Regions from separate parts of the Mus musculus genome. Here regions 1 and 2 are each linked to region 3. The links are chromatin contacts, called in public Hi-C maps. All regions are on one chromosome and are shown on one strand. Each heading gives the region's core, a stretch centred on a gene start, on an enhancer-like site or on the middle of the called end of the contact. The rest is flanking DNA. Distances are from core to core; before and after follow the strand shown. Region 1 overlaps Arfgef2 (ADP-ribosylation factor guanine nucleotide-exchange factor 2 (brefeldin A-inhibited)). Region 2 has its middle 16 kb from the start of Prex1. Region 3 overlaps Prex1 (phosphatidylinositol-3,4,5-trisphosphate-dependent Rac exchange factor 1).

Region 1 (4,491 bases), core at 1,533-4,032, 230 kb after region 3:
TGGCTGCTCACCCTTCTCTGCGTCATGAGTTGGTCTGTGGAGCTGCATCCATGACTCTGTCTGAGCAAATGAATCCAGACCTATCCTTGTCTGTACTTGTCTCAGGAGACTGACAGCAGCATCCAGGCAAACAGCAAGCCTGTTTCTTAACAGAAGAGAAGAGCAGACCTGTGAGAAGGTGTGCTTCCTCACAGGACCACGAGTCCTCTCACAGGCAGCTCAGAGCCAGGTTTCCTTATCACTGTTCTCTGCAGGGACAAGGGACCTACCTGGAGACTGCTGACTGTTTTTCCTGTGGACTATCTTAGAAAATGGTTTGGAGCCTTCCTGCCAGGCTAGTTATGGTTAGGTTTTACAGTTAGTAGGGAGAACAGGCTCTCTGTGGAGGGATGGAAAGGTTGGCTTCCCCTCAGTGCTAGCGTTGTCTGTGCATATCTGCCGATGTTTACCAGTTCTCATTCCGAGGGATGTACTTGGGTGTCACAGCTGGCCTCCTGATGCCAGAGGAGCGAAACAAACAAGGACTGTGCTCTGAGGCAGCCACAGTCACACCCTGTGGCCACACCAGCAGGAAGCCTGCCCTGTAAGAGCACTGGGCACTGATGAGAAATGAGATGCAAGCGATGAATGCAGGCACAGGAGTTGGGGTTGGAGGCAGCTCAGCAGAGAGGCCAGCATTAGCAAAGGCTCTGTGACAGCAGGGTGTGGCTGGGGCTTAGTGTGCTTGCGAGTGAGGTAAGGGAGGGGGGTCAGAGCCCCACAGGGTCATGGTCACAAACAGTGGGGTTGACACTGAAGAGTTTGAAAAAGGTACTGGCACGGTCAGGCTTGGGCCACTGTGCACACATAGGGAGACTAGAGGGGTTGCTTGAGATCAAGTAAGAGGCAGTTAGCATCATGCTGGTGGGGATGGGTAGCTAGGAGTGATGGCGGCACAAGTAACGCTAAGGGGACCTGGGTAAAAGCACAAGAGCTGGAGTGAGTGGTTCATTCAACCAGCTGTCAGTGGGAAGAGGAGCGACCCTATGTGTAGGGAGGGGAGGGCTCATCTGAGCTGGAACTAGATCTGCCTTGGGATGCATTAGTCAGCGTCTCGTTGCTGTGGCGAGTATCTTAGAGGCGTGACTTAGAGGCGTAATCACTGGGACCCTGGTCTCAGTCTGGTCTCACTGTTCTGGCTGTGAGGTGAAGAAGAGCACCAGGGTGGAGGATGTGGTGGGTCAGAGCTGGCCGCCTCACGGCCAGGAGGAGAGAGAGAAGCAGACACCAGGAGCAAGCCATCCTCAGAGGCACATCCCTAAGTGATCTACTCCCTCCAGCCAGGCCCAGCTTTGTGTTCTCGCAGTGTGAACTCACTACGGATTAACCTATTGATAGAGTTAGCGCCCTCCTGAGCTAATCACACCTCAACAACTGGCTCCACCATCTAGGGAACCACATCTTTAAAATGTGGGTCTTGCAGAGGACATCCCATATACAAACCATATCAAGCACCATCCATTACACACATGAAATAGGTAGCGACTGCATAGATAAGCCTCAGCCTCCTAAGAGGCCTGGTCTAGAGACTGGAACGTGTGGGTCAGCGCCTAGTGCGAGAACCTGCATCTCTTTCTGCCTGGGCAGAGGAGGTGGCCTGTGCAGAGGGAGCTAGGGCAGAGACAGATGGGAAGCACGGGGCAGATGCAGAGAAAAATTCTGGGATTGTGGACTTGGTAAGTGGGATGCTGAGGGAGGCTAGTAAGACGGAACATGGAGGGAGGACCAGGAAGGGGGCAATGGCTGAAATGTAAATAAAAAGATGGAGCGTGGAAGCAGGCCTGTCAGGTTAGAGACATGGTCACTGATGGTCTCTTGAGCTGTTTTGGGTGGAGTGCTGCAGGTGGAATCCAGACTGGCGTAGGCAGAAGTGAAAGTAGGAGGAGAGAAACTCGGTGTGGAGAGCAGGCTGTGTCTGGGTGTGCTGTCAGGAGGAGCGGTGTGGCCCATGGAAGGTTTGTCTCTTTCTTGGTTTTGAGGCAGACTTGCTATGTAGTAGTGATTGGCCTGGTACTTGTGGCAGTTGTGCTCCGACCTCCTGAGTGCTGGAATATAGGGGTGTCGCCACGCACACCTTCAGTTTTCTTTCCTTAAGGGAGAAGACACTTGGAATTTTCTAAATGTCATTGAAAGGGGATCCACTTGAGGGAGAGGTTAAATAACACAGGAAAGGAAAAGGAAGATTTACATGGGTGTTCAACACACACTGAGTGCCCGCCCACCCGCTCCTGTCTGTCGACACATTCTAGTGGACAGCACAGGCTGGCTTGCATAGCGGGTCTGCTGGGCTGGGGAAGCAGGCATAAAGGAGCTGACATAGTATGTCAGGGGTGACCAGTCAGTACTGGGAAGAAAGCTGAGAGGAGTAAGCTAGCGGGAAATGGAGTGCAGAGCTGTCCCAGGGGCAGCTAGTGAGGATGCTGAAAAGCACCTCTGAAGTGGTGACATGTGAGCCTGGGACTGAAAGAGCCCTGGGCTATGGTAGGGAGTGACTGTGGACGGGGAGACCAGAGTGGAGCCGTAAGGATTCTGAACTTCGTGCTGTTGGAGAGTTGAGCAGATGAGGGCCATTGGCTCCCCTCAGTGTGAGCCATTTCCCACACTGCCTATCTCCTTGCTGCCTCAAAACAGCTCCCAGAAGGAAGAGTTTGTTTTGGTTTACAGTTTGATGGGACAGTACACTGTGGCGGGAGCTTGAGGCCTTAGTCACATGGCCATGTCAGGAAGCAGAGAGTGGTGGATGCTGGTACTCAGCTTCCTCTCTTCTTATGCCCAGGACTCCAGAAATGGCGCTGCCTACAATTAAAGTGGCTCCTCCTACCTCACCTAGTCTAATGGAGGCAGTCTCACAGGCATGCCCAGAGGCTTGTCTCCTGGGTGACTTTAGAGCCTATCAAATTGACAGTGTTAACTGTCCCTCTGGCTGCTGTGTGGAGAAGAGCTGTGGGGTGGGAGGGAGGAAGGGAGGGAGGGAGGGAGGGAGGGAGGAAGGGAGGAGAGGGTCAGAAGTAGAACAGTCAGGTGGTTAGTGGGCAGTGATGGGAGCCTGTGATGAGAAGAGTGGCTGGTCCTGAGAGCATGAAGTCCCCAGGCAAGCAGTAGGGAGAGGTGGGCATGGGGGATGGTATCTTCTTCCTGCCTCAGAACAAGGGGACCCTAGGGTGGACAGGCTTGCTAACAGGAAGTTGAGAGAGTCTCCCTGTGTTGGCATCTAACTTCTCCAGGACAGGAGGCTGCTATATTATCTGTGAAGGAAGGATATGATGATGCCAGTCAGTGAGAGATACTGAGGAGAGCGATGTATGTTACACATGGTGCAGAAGTACGTAGCCTCTGAGGCTGGTGATGGCAACATCATAGACTCGCCTGTTGTTGGATGTTTGCTTAGGTGGAGACAGTTCACCAGAGGGTGGAATTGTTATCTTAGGATGGGATTTTGCCACAAATTGAGACCAGAGGTCAGAAGTCATGGCTGTTGGATGTCTCTCACTCTGTCAGCAGTCCTGCTGAAGGGCTCCACCTGGAAAATGCAGGAAGAGGCAAGCTGTCAGGTCAGTCCTGGGAGGTCTGGCTGGCCAGTGTAGGATCCTCTGGGAGCATTTGAGTAGGTAGGCTAGCTGGAAAGAGAGGAGATCATGTAGAGAGACTAGAAAGGAACTAGAGGTGCCCCAGTTCCACACAGGGGCAAGATTTGGAATATGACCAGCCACTGTAGGAGGATTTGGGGTGGAGGAGCAGGTGACTGAGGGCCTTGAAGGGGGATAGGGCTGAGTTAGATAGGAGGGACATGTGGCTGTCCTATTGGAAAGATGCTGTGGTCTGAGGGAATTAGCCGGTAATGATTGTTGGGCAGGGTCAGGTGTGAGGATCTTGGTGGCCGTTGATGGGAAGGAGAGGCTGGTGAGTGGGGATGCTGCTTTCGTAGGTAATACAACACCCAGAATCCATCTCTGCAGAAGTCTGTGGCTTTCTAGGTGCAGCTGCCCTAGCCTGGGCCTATCTCCCTCCTTTGTGGCCTGCTCATTTATTGCTGCAGGCTGCCCACTTGGCAACTGTGAGTGCTGTGCTATTAGCACAGGAAGCAGTGGAGTGCAGGGTGAGCCCCACCAGCCACCGGTCTCCCAGCCATCATCCCTGTCTTCCTCTTGAGTGGTGAGTGGGTGTGGCCTGCCTTGAGGTCCTCACTGAGAGTGTATCTGTTCTGCCACCCTGGGTTGCAGAGGACGACAGTGGGCAATGTCTCTAGTTCCAGTTTAGGGCACCCAGCAGCTCTCCTGTGCAGCACTGGGGACTGCATCCCCACTGGACTTTGGTTTGAGATAAGAGCCGAGCCAAAGACGTGACACAGCCACCTGCTGTGCCTGCTTTGCCTCTGTCGGATTATGGCAGGACTTCTTTCCTGGGGTTGTTCATAAAGTAGCCACACCCAAGTCCTCTTACAGTCGGTGGGAA
Region 2 (4,486 bases), core at 1,507-4,006, 140 kb after region 3:
ACAGGGTTTCTCTGTGTAGCTCTGGCTGCCCTGAAGCTCACCCTGTAGACTAGGCTGGTCTCAAACTTAAGAGATCCACCTGCTTCTGCCTCCCTAGTGCTAGGATTAAAGCCACAGGCCACCAGGACCTGGCTTCCTCTGTGCCTTTTGATTGGGCGTCTCCTGATTGGGCGTCTCCTGCCATGCCCCAGCCCACCACCGCAGCTCGGACTATATCGCCTTGGCTTGGTTTGATTTTCACGTCTTATTTTTGCCTTCTGCCGTCTCTACTCCTCAGAGTCCCAACTCCCCCACAGACACCCACTTGGGTGTATTTAAAGCGTGTTCTTTCTGCCCATCTGCCATACATTTGTTTAGATATATGTGTATTCAAACAGACATGACAGAAAATACAAAAGCGAGAAAGACCTAGCCCTGTACCGTTTCATGTGTTTCTGCTTTTATGTCAAAGATGCAACACCCACAGTCTCTCCTTTTTCTCCCTTAGTACCTTCTCTCTTGTGTGTCTGTCACTTCTGTCCCTGTCTGTGAGCATCATTTAGGGCTCCATCCCGGGCCTGAAACACCTGATACAGACCACAGGTCATTTTCTCTTCTGGCACACCCAAGGACTACATTTCCCAGAGTCCTTTGCAGGTGGACAGAGCAACATGACTGTTTTTAAGTTCCTGGAGACCTGTGGTGACCTTTGTGCCTAGTACTCTAGGCCAAAGCCCTGAGGCTTTCCCACACACTCTTCATTTTGCCCCTTTGGTGACTTCCAGGATGACCTTGGATGCTGCGGGTGGGAGTAGGGGGTGGAGCCACAGGAGCCTGGTCTGAAAGGATCTCACTATAGTGAGCAAGCCAGTCACCAACCAGTTTAGTGCCTTACCCTGGCTGTAGTGTGGCAGATCGGGTCACCCTCAACCAGGGAACTGTGCTTACAATTCCACTCCCCAGTGCTGGAAGCCCTGCCCCCTGCTCTTTAGATCAGCTTCCCTACCTAGCCTCCTTGTGTCTGTTTCCCTGTGTATCAGTGAAGAAGTGACTTCCGTCCATCCACAGGAGAGCAAGAGAGCCCTCTGTGTGTATAGATTAGGTAACCCACCTGACCAAAGCCTGGCCTACTCAGGAAGCTCTGGAGACAGAGACCGACCAGAGGGTTCTGGCTTTCATGTTGTCTTGTGTGGACACATGACTGGTGAGAAACCCTGCTGAAGCCATTTCCAAGAACAATGCTTCGTACCCATAAAGCCTCGATCTCTTTTATGCTGGATTGGAGGTCACTAACTTCCATGAACAGCAGACAACAGACAATTCTTTTTTCTTTTTTTTTTTCTTTTTCTTTTTTGTCTTTTTGGTTATTTATTTACATTTCGAATGTTATCCCCCTTCCCAGTTTCCCCTCCACGAGCCCCCTATCCCCTCCTCCATCCCCCAGACAATTCTTATTTCATGGCTCTGCAGTCCCTGCTCCACAACTTAGCTCTGTTGTGTCAAGGACGATTGGAAATGAATGAGCATGGCAGGTTTCCAATAAAGCTTTATTCACAAAAACAATGTCCCAGCTGTGGTTGCTAAGTTGTAAGCAGAGCAGAGGGAGGGAGAGAGGGAGGGAGGGAAAGAGGGAGGGAGAGGGAGGGAGAGAGAGAGATCTCCCTCTCTTTAAATCTTTATGGAGACCACCTTTTTCTGGTCTTGGCTCCTAGTAAACTTTTTTTTTTCTTACTTACACAGGGAATAACTACACAGAACCCAACACACTTTAATCCATCATTGAATGAATGAATGAATGAGTGAGTGAGTGAGAGAGAGAGTGAGTGAATGGCTCTCATTTAGAAGTGGTTCCAGTGAACATCCTAGCAGGTAACCTGGGCATAACCAGAACAACAAGTCTCCATGCTCCGTGGAGACTACCCACTCTCCCCCCCCCAATCACCCCCCCAGACATCAACAGAAGGCTTTGCTTTCCAAATCCCCCCACCTAGTGAAGAAGGACAGCCACAGGGGGGCTGAGTTCTCTGAAGCAGACTGCTGCGAGTGATGAATCCATCCCTGACTCCTGGCCTTTTCATTTGTCCCAGCAGAAATGAGAATGAGTCACAGCTCTTGCTGCGAGCATTTTTTTGTTTTTTTTACTACATCCTTGTGTGTGTATATATCTCCTGCCTGTGAACCGGGAGGTCCGGGTGCTGCTGGTGCGGGGCTAATGACTTCAGCTGCAACTACAAAAGCTGTCAAGTCTTGCTAACCAGACTTCCTTCCCTATGCCATCAGCATCCAATAAATAAAGAAGGAGAGGGAGATTTTGTGTCTGGCAGAGGATGTGGGGCTATACAGCGACTCAAGCAGCCATGTTACGCTTTCCTATCCACAATTTCCTTCCCTCCAACGCCTGCCACTGGTCCCCTCCCTCCAGAAAGTCCTTCATTAATCTGATCCTGAAGCCCAGCTCAGAAACTGCTACGACCTGTGAGTCAGCTCTCCCCTCTGTGGACCACACAGTGCCCTGGTGTGTGCTGCTGGAGTTCTCTGCAGACACAATCCAAGCTGACTCCTTTCCGTCAACTCCTCGCTCGCTTCTCTTTGAGGAGCAGCAGGAGAAACGTGAGGTCATTTCCACGTGGCCGTGTTTTCGCTCTCCAGCCTGATGTGGCAGACACAGCTGACTTGGAAATTGTGAAATCAGAAGTCAGATCAGCACTTGGCCTCTGGCTGGCTGTGTGACTTCATGTCTGGGGCCTGTGTTCCTGCGTGTGTAAATGGGGATGGTGATTGTCATGGTAATGGAGCAGATGTCTCCTGGGCATTTACTCCGCTGAGTAAATGCGGCAGGGGTTTCTGTCTACTGCTACATTTGAGCCCCAGCACAGAACCTGGCCTGTTCTGTGCTGAAGGGACCTGCTGACTTTGTGTGTGTCCCCCAAACGCCTTGTGCTGGAATCTTTATCCCTAGGGCCTTGACAACGTCTGTAAGAGGAGGTCGGTTCCAGAAGATCCTGTGCTCATGCAGGCACTGATGATGTTCTTGTGGGAGGGACTTAGACCACAGGCTGGATTTGTCATAAAAGTTCAATGGCCTGTGGTAGCACAGGCCTGTAATCCCAGCACACCCAGGAAGTGAAGGCAGGCGACTCTGGCGTCCAAGGTCATCCTTAGCTGCGTAAGGAGTTCAAAGCTACTTTGTCTCCAAAATACAAATAAACCAACAAATAAAAAAATAAGAGGGATGGAGAGATGGCTCAGGGATGCTGTCTGAGGTCCTGACCCAGGATCCCTGACACCGATGTGAAAAGCCAGGCGTGGCCGTGTACATTTATAACCCTAGAGTTTTGTGAGTGGAGACATGGGGGGGGGGGCCCTAGAGTTTTCTGACCAGCTCACCTGGCTGGACCAGTGAATCCCAAGTTCAAGGAGAGATGCTGTCTCAAAACATAAGGTGGTAGAGCCTGGAGGGATGGCTGTGAGGTTCAGAGCACTTGCTGATCTTGCAGAAGACCTGAGCTTAGTTCCCAGCATCCAAGTCAGGCAGGCCACACCCACCTGCAATGCCACACCCACCTGCAATGCCACACCCACCTGCAATGCCACACCCACCTGCAATGCCACACCCACCTGCAATGCCACACCCACCTGCAATGCCAGCTCCAGGGGATCCATTGCCTTCTTCTGACCTCTCTGGTTTCTACTCACATGTGACAGAAACACACACACAGTGTCTTAGTTAGGGTGTTACTGCTGTGAACAGACACCATGACCAAGGCAACTCTTATAAAGACAACATTTAATTGGGATTGGCTTACAGGTTCAGAGGTTCACTCCATTATTATCAAGATGGAAACATAGCAGCATCCAGGCAGGCATGGTGTAGGAGGAACTGAAAGGTCTACATCTTCATCTGAAAGCTGCTAGCAGAATACTCACTTCCAGGCAGCTAGCAGTAGGGTCCCACACGCACCTACTCCAAAAAGGCCACACCTACTCCAGCAAGGCCACACCTCCTAATAGTGCCACTCCCTGGGCCAGGCATATACAAACCATCACACACAGATAGACAAGGAAATAAGATGGAAGACAATGTTAACCTTAAGCCTCCACATAAACCCACACACAAACACTGACATAAGGCACATACAGCCCTCTCTTGCTCTCCTGCCCTGGGATGGCACAGCAAGGAGGTCCTCTCTAGACACCAGCACCGTCTGTTGCTTATAAATCACTCTGTCTCTATTACTCCATTACAGGAATGGAATACTAACCAGCAGAGTGCTTAACAAGTGTGTGTTGGATAAATGAGTGGACGGTTGCCTCCCACGCCTGCCTGATCTTAAGAAGGCCCATCATCCTCTGGGAAGATACAGTCAAGGTCAACCTTGACTCCTTGGTAGTCCATATGCAGGCGTCTTTCTGCTGAGCGCCTGTAATAGTCTAACATCCTAACGATGAGATGCCAAAAACGCAACTCAAGCCAGGACCAGCAGAGAGAGGCATAGATTGGCCCATC
Region 3 (4,544 bases), core at 477-2,976:
GCCTCTGGGTGGTCAGGGACTTTGATGGTCCTGGCAGGCACAGGGGCAGAGACAGGCCATGAGAAAAAGGAGTGTGGGTCCTCAAGGAGTCCCTTCCCGCCAACACCCTGGGCTTCTTGGAAATCAGCCATGAGAGGAGCAATGATCAACATGGTCAGTCAACCAGGTCCCCAAAGAACCAAAGGCTGTCACCCAAGCAGACAGGGGCTGAGACAGTGGCGGATACCAAGGGGAGGCACAGCTTGGGGGCTGTGGGTGCCAAGGGAAGGTACCAGCCGCAGGGATTGGCAGATATCATTCATTTTGAGCTGCTAGGCAGCTTCTGTCCCCAGCACACAGCATGATCCCTCCTTCCATGTCTACCGGGCAAGCAGAGCCACCCTGAGAGCCTGTCCTCAAAGATTAAACCCTGGTGACTTCCGTCTCCGGCATCGAGTAGCTAAGCCTTTCCTGTCACCTTTTCCTTGAATCTCCTGTCCTTACAGAAACAGAGTCTAAACCAGCGGTTCTCAACCTTGCTAATGCTGGGGGGCCCTTTAATACAGTTCCTTATGAAGCCAGGCGTGATGGTGCACGCCTTTAATCCCAGCACTTGGGAGGCAGAGAGAGGCAGGTGGATTTCTGAGTTCGAGGCCAGCCTGGTCTACAAAGTGAGTTCCAGGACAGCCAGGGCTACACAGAGAAACACTGTCTCAAAAAAAAAAAAAAAAAAAAAAAAAAAATGCAGTTCCTTATGTTCTCGTGACCCCACCAACCATAAAATTATTTTCATAGCTACTTCCTAACTGTAATTTTCCTACTGTTAGGGATCCTAACGTGAATATCTGTGTTTTCAAATGGTCTTAGGCAACCTCTGTGAAAGGATCAGCCAACATTTGCCTCAAGTGCCTGGGAAGCAGGGAACCAAATAATTAACCAATATAAGTACATTTGTGCTGGAGAGATGGCTCAGTGGTTAAGAGCACTGACTGCCCTTCCAGCGGTCCTGCGTTCAATTCCCAGTAACCACACAGTAGTTCACAACCATCTGTAATGGGATCCAATGCCCTCTTCTGGCATGCAGGTATACATGCAGACAGAGTACATATACATAAATAAATAAATAATAAGTAAAATAAAAGTATGCCCACCGCACCTCTGTCCAGATGTGGCCCACCCTGACCCTGCAAGCCAGGCAGCCATAGAAGGCACCTGCTTCCACCTGCAGCCCCAGGGAAGCCTTCCTCTCCAGCGGTCATCCATGGGGACTTGCTCATGTCTCCTCTCTCCAACTCTGCTCTACCCCCTCACTGCCTCCTCCGACCTGCCACCAACAGTGCAACCTCGGGGGCTTTGCAGTGAGTGCTTCATCTTTCTAGAACCCTCGTCCTCCAGAAGTCGTCTCCTAGAGCCATCGCTCCATCCCCAGTGACATCTCTCTGGCCACTGTCTCTCTGCATACACTGGCTTCCTTCTCTAATCTCAGGTATCTGCTGATAACTGCCAACTCGGCACACGCCTCACACCTGCCCAGTGTATATCTGGCCCCGCCCCCTGACTTCGCAAGAATCCATGGAAGGTAGGAACTGTATCCACCTTGACGGGACGGTGTTCCCAAAACTGAGCTGGTCATGCACTTGGGACATCAAATTAGACTAACAAAGGTGGCAGCCCCATGCTGGAGGGCCAGGCCCAGGGAGACCTGCTGAGTCAGCCTGAGGCTCGCACTCACTCTTTGGCCTTGGTGGCCACCAGGAGGCGGAGCGGGCGGCGGGAGCAGAAGAACTGGTTGAGGATGGTCTCCACCTCAGAGAAGGGACGCAGGAACACCAGGTCCTCGTTGATGGAGTAAATCTTCCTCCCAGCCTGCAGGCCAGCCATCTGGAGGGACAAGCACAGGTGTCACTGGCCTCCTCCCTCTTCACCGAGGAAGCTGGAATGTTCTAGAAGCACCAGGAAGCTGGGCTCTGAGCTGTAAATGAAAGCCCAAGGAGGCAAGGGTGGGTGGCAGTTCCCTTGGGAAGAAATGGCCAGCGCCAGCCTGTGTTGTGACGGCACAGAGGTCAGTGTGGTGGCCACTTTGTAACCATGGGAATGTGAACAAGACTGTGGAAGGAGATGCCATAAACTGGGGTTTGGGAGACAGAAGAAACCCTGCAGGGAGCCAGCCATCTGCTTTCCCTGCACGTCTCCAAGAGCCCAGCAGGTGGCGCTAGTGGAACGTGCCAGGAAGGCAGTCTCATTCCCAGCTACCCTGCATCTCAGAGACACGGGGTCACCCCCAGCTCAGGTACCACCCCACCTGAGTGGCCACCGGTGGGTCTCACCTCAGCCAGCGAGCCCCTCTGCACAGACTTCACTACCACAGCCTTGTTCTTCTCCTCAAGGTCGAAGCCATAGTCGTCCTCCTGTGGCGGGATCTGAAAGCCCAAGATGCACTTATGGCAACCAGACGGGAGCGACGACAACACCCTTCTCCCCAAGAACTAGGATCCTGCGGGGGCGGGGGGTGTGTGTGGCAAGTCTACAAGGCCCCTGAGCTGCCCCACTTTTACTGCTGACTGAAGGAAACAGTCTACAGTGTGACTGGGAATGTACTCAGGCTAAAGTAAAAGAAGAGAGCGGGTGGGCAAAGAGCTCTAGGCAGCAGGTACAGGGGGTGGGAAGGCCCAGAGGCAGCCCCAGGGAGAGAGACTAGCCTGGCTCAGACAGTGAGGAAAGCGTTACCCAGGGGACAAAGCTGGAGAGGCAGGAAGAGCTCAGGACAGACGCTGACTCTTATCCAGGTGTGGTGGGTTACACTGGAGGGCTTTAGAGCACCAGAGGGAACTGCCGTCCCCAGGATTACCACAGACCAGAGAGGTTAGAGTGGCTATGGACAGACCTCTTCCGGACAACTCGCCACAAGCCCAGCCTAAGAAGTCAGGCTAGGTGGGCTGGGATGCCAACCTTGCTGACCTGGTTAGTAAATGTCCCAACTGCAGACACTCAAGGCTCCTGGATGCGAGCAGGACACAAACTCCTGAGAGCTATCTATAGTGCTGGAGGAGGTGACTCAGGAGGCACAGTGAAGCAATGGCTGTGGGCTAGATGAAAGGGTAGGAACTCCTGCAGCCCCAGCGTTTCATGAGGAATATAGTCCTGGCTAGCACAGTGACTTGGCTTTTCTGTCCCAAGACTCATGCTCAGAGCTGCATGCCCTGCTCTGGCCACTGTCTGAAGCTGCCCAGCTCCCAGGCCACAGGAGAGGCAGGGAAGAGAGGCAGAACAGCCCTACTGTGAGCCTCCTACCAGCAGTCGCTTTGCCAGGATGTTCTCCACCAGCTTGAAGTCATTGCGAAGCTGTTTGTTCTTGCTGCTGGTCCCCTCCATCTCCTCATCAGCATGGAAGCGGAAGTACTGGGACTCATCCTTGAATTCGCTCTTCTCCAGAACTGCAAGCCGCAGACACACAGTCGTGGTCAGATGGCAGCGGTTCGGCGCCTTGGCCAACCGGCAGCCACAGGCTAGAAGCAGCTCCCGGACAAGCGTGGCTTGGTCGAGAGAGCATTGTAAGGGAGCAGAATTGCAAGCCAGTGTTAACATGTGTGAACTCCACACAACGGCCTTGGCTCTCTGACTCCTTTAAAAACCTGACATGGCTTGGTGGGTTCAGTGCCTGCCATACAAGCAGTAAGGCCTGCGTTTGGATCCACAGTGCCGATATAAATGCCCTGTGAAGCACATGCCTCTAACCCCAGTGCTGGGGAGACAGAGACCAGCACATCTTCAGAGCTTGCTGGCCAGCAATTGACCCAGTTGGGAGGGCTCTGGGTTCAGATAGAGATCCTGTCTCAAAAACCACAGTGGAAAGTGGCTGAGGAAGGTACCCAGTGTCCCCCTCTGGCCTCCACATGAAGGGTGAGTCCAGCCACATGTTACACGCACACGCGCACACACAACAAGAAATCTTTAAAAACAAAAAAGAAGCTGGGCGTGGTGGCACACGCCTTTAATCCCAGCACTTGGGAGGCAGAGGCAGGTGGATTTCTGAGTTTGAGGCCAGCCTGGTCTACAGAGTGAGTTCCAGGACTGCCAGGGTTACACAAAGAAACCCTGTCTCTCCAAAAAAAAACAAAAAAACAAAAACAAAAAAACAGAAACAGAAACAGAAAAACCAAGAAAGAAAAAGCAAAGGAAGGAAGGAAAGAGAGAAGGTCCATCAAAGCAAAGAGTTAGCCTGTGAGGGCCTGCGTGCAAGAAGAGAGCCAGTCCAGATTCCTCCAGACCCCACTATGCTCATGGGGGGCCATTCTTCCTCCTGCAGGGGAACTACCTGTGTGTGAGTGGGCAACCCCTCTCCCGCTCTGGAACAAACAGGCACGCAAATTGCTACTTCCCTCAGAGCAGGGCGTGCCAGGCTCCGAGCATCCCGCTAATTTAGCCTCTGCTGTAAACATGGGGTTAGGAGGCTCCAGAGCTGGAGGAAGAGTCACCGTGCTGTCTCTGAGCAATGATGTCCAAGGAGACACAGAGGGACACTCTCCAGTCACTGGCCAGCCAGGTGAGGCCCCACCTCCCCCTTC

What was found. A called contact is a pair of places that touch in the nucleus more often than the background predicts.
Region 1: a Hi-C map of bone marrow-derived macrophages shows a contact between it and region 3, with 25 read pairs. The contact joins two enhancer-like sites. A contact is called at or near these places in 2 of 484 Hi-C or Micro-C datasets (Th1 cells and bone marrow-derived macrophages), 1 of 115 datasets of contacts at active chromatin or transcription factors (double positive thymocytes) and 3 of 9 other capture datasets (adipose tissue, liver and pancreatic islet).
Region 2: a Hi-C map of bone marrow-derived macrophages shows a contact between it and region 3, with 43 read pairs. The contact joins two enhancer-like sites. A contact is called at or near these places in 1 of 15 datasets of contacts at CTCF or cohesin (embryonic stem cells), 8 of 484 Hi-C or Micro-C datasets (the G1E-ER4 cell line, the N1E-115 cell line, astrocytes and 5 more), 7 of 115 datasets of contacts at active chromatin or transcription factors (bone marrow-derived macrophages, double positive thymocytes, embryonic basal ganglia and 4 more) and 4 of 9 other capture datasets (adipose tissue, embryonic stem cells, liver and 1 more).

What each region holds. Positions count from the first base shown.
Region 1 is chr2:166,818,134-166,822,624 of GRCm38.p6, forward strand. All of the region lies in intron 1 of Arfgef2 (ADP-ribosylation factor guanine nucleotide-exchange factor 2 (brefeldin A-inhibited)), which reads left to right. Among named protein-coding and RNA genes, the nearest start is that of Arfgef2, 15 kb to the left of the region's middle. Within about 2 kb of position 2,783, at least 53 of the 459 cell types and tissues checked have an H3K27ac peak or open chromatin away from gene starts, as enhancers often do. A contact at or near this core is called in bone marrow-derived macrophages, where this site is marked.
Region 2 is chr2:166,727,720-166,732,205 of GRCm38.p6, forward strand. No RefSeq gene overlaps it. Among named protein-coding and RNA genes, the nearest start is that of Prex1, 16 kb to the left of the region's middle. Within about 2 kb of position 2,757, at least 136 of the 459 cell types and tissues checked have an H3K27ac peak or open chromatin away from gene starts, as enhancers often do. A contact at or near this core is called in bone marrow-derived macrophages and stem cell-derived neural progenitor cells, where this site is marked.
Region 3 is chr2:166,590,490-166,595,033 of GRCm38.p6, forward strand. Prex1 (phosphatidylinositol-3,4,5-trisphosphate-dependent Rac exchange factor 1) reads right to left here. Exons shown (of 40, transcript NM_177782.3): 16 at 3,271-3,413; 17 at 2,307-2,399; 18 at 1,712-1,860; 19 at 1-30. Among named protein-coding and RNA genes, the nearest start is that of Gm29679, 28 kb to the left of the region's middle. Within about 2 kb of position 1,727, at least 18 of the 459 cell types and tissues checked have an H3K27ac peak or open chromatin away from gene starts, as enhancers often do. A contact at or near this core is called in bone marrow-derived macrophages and stem cell-derived neural progenitor cells, where this site is marked.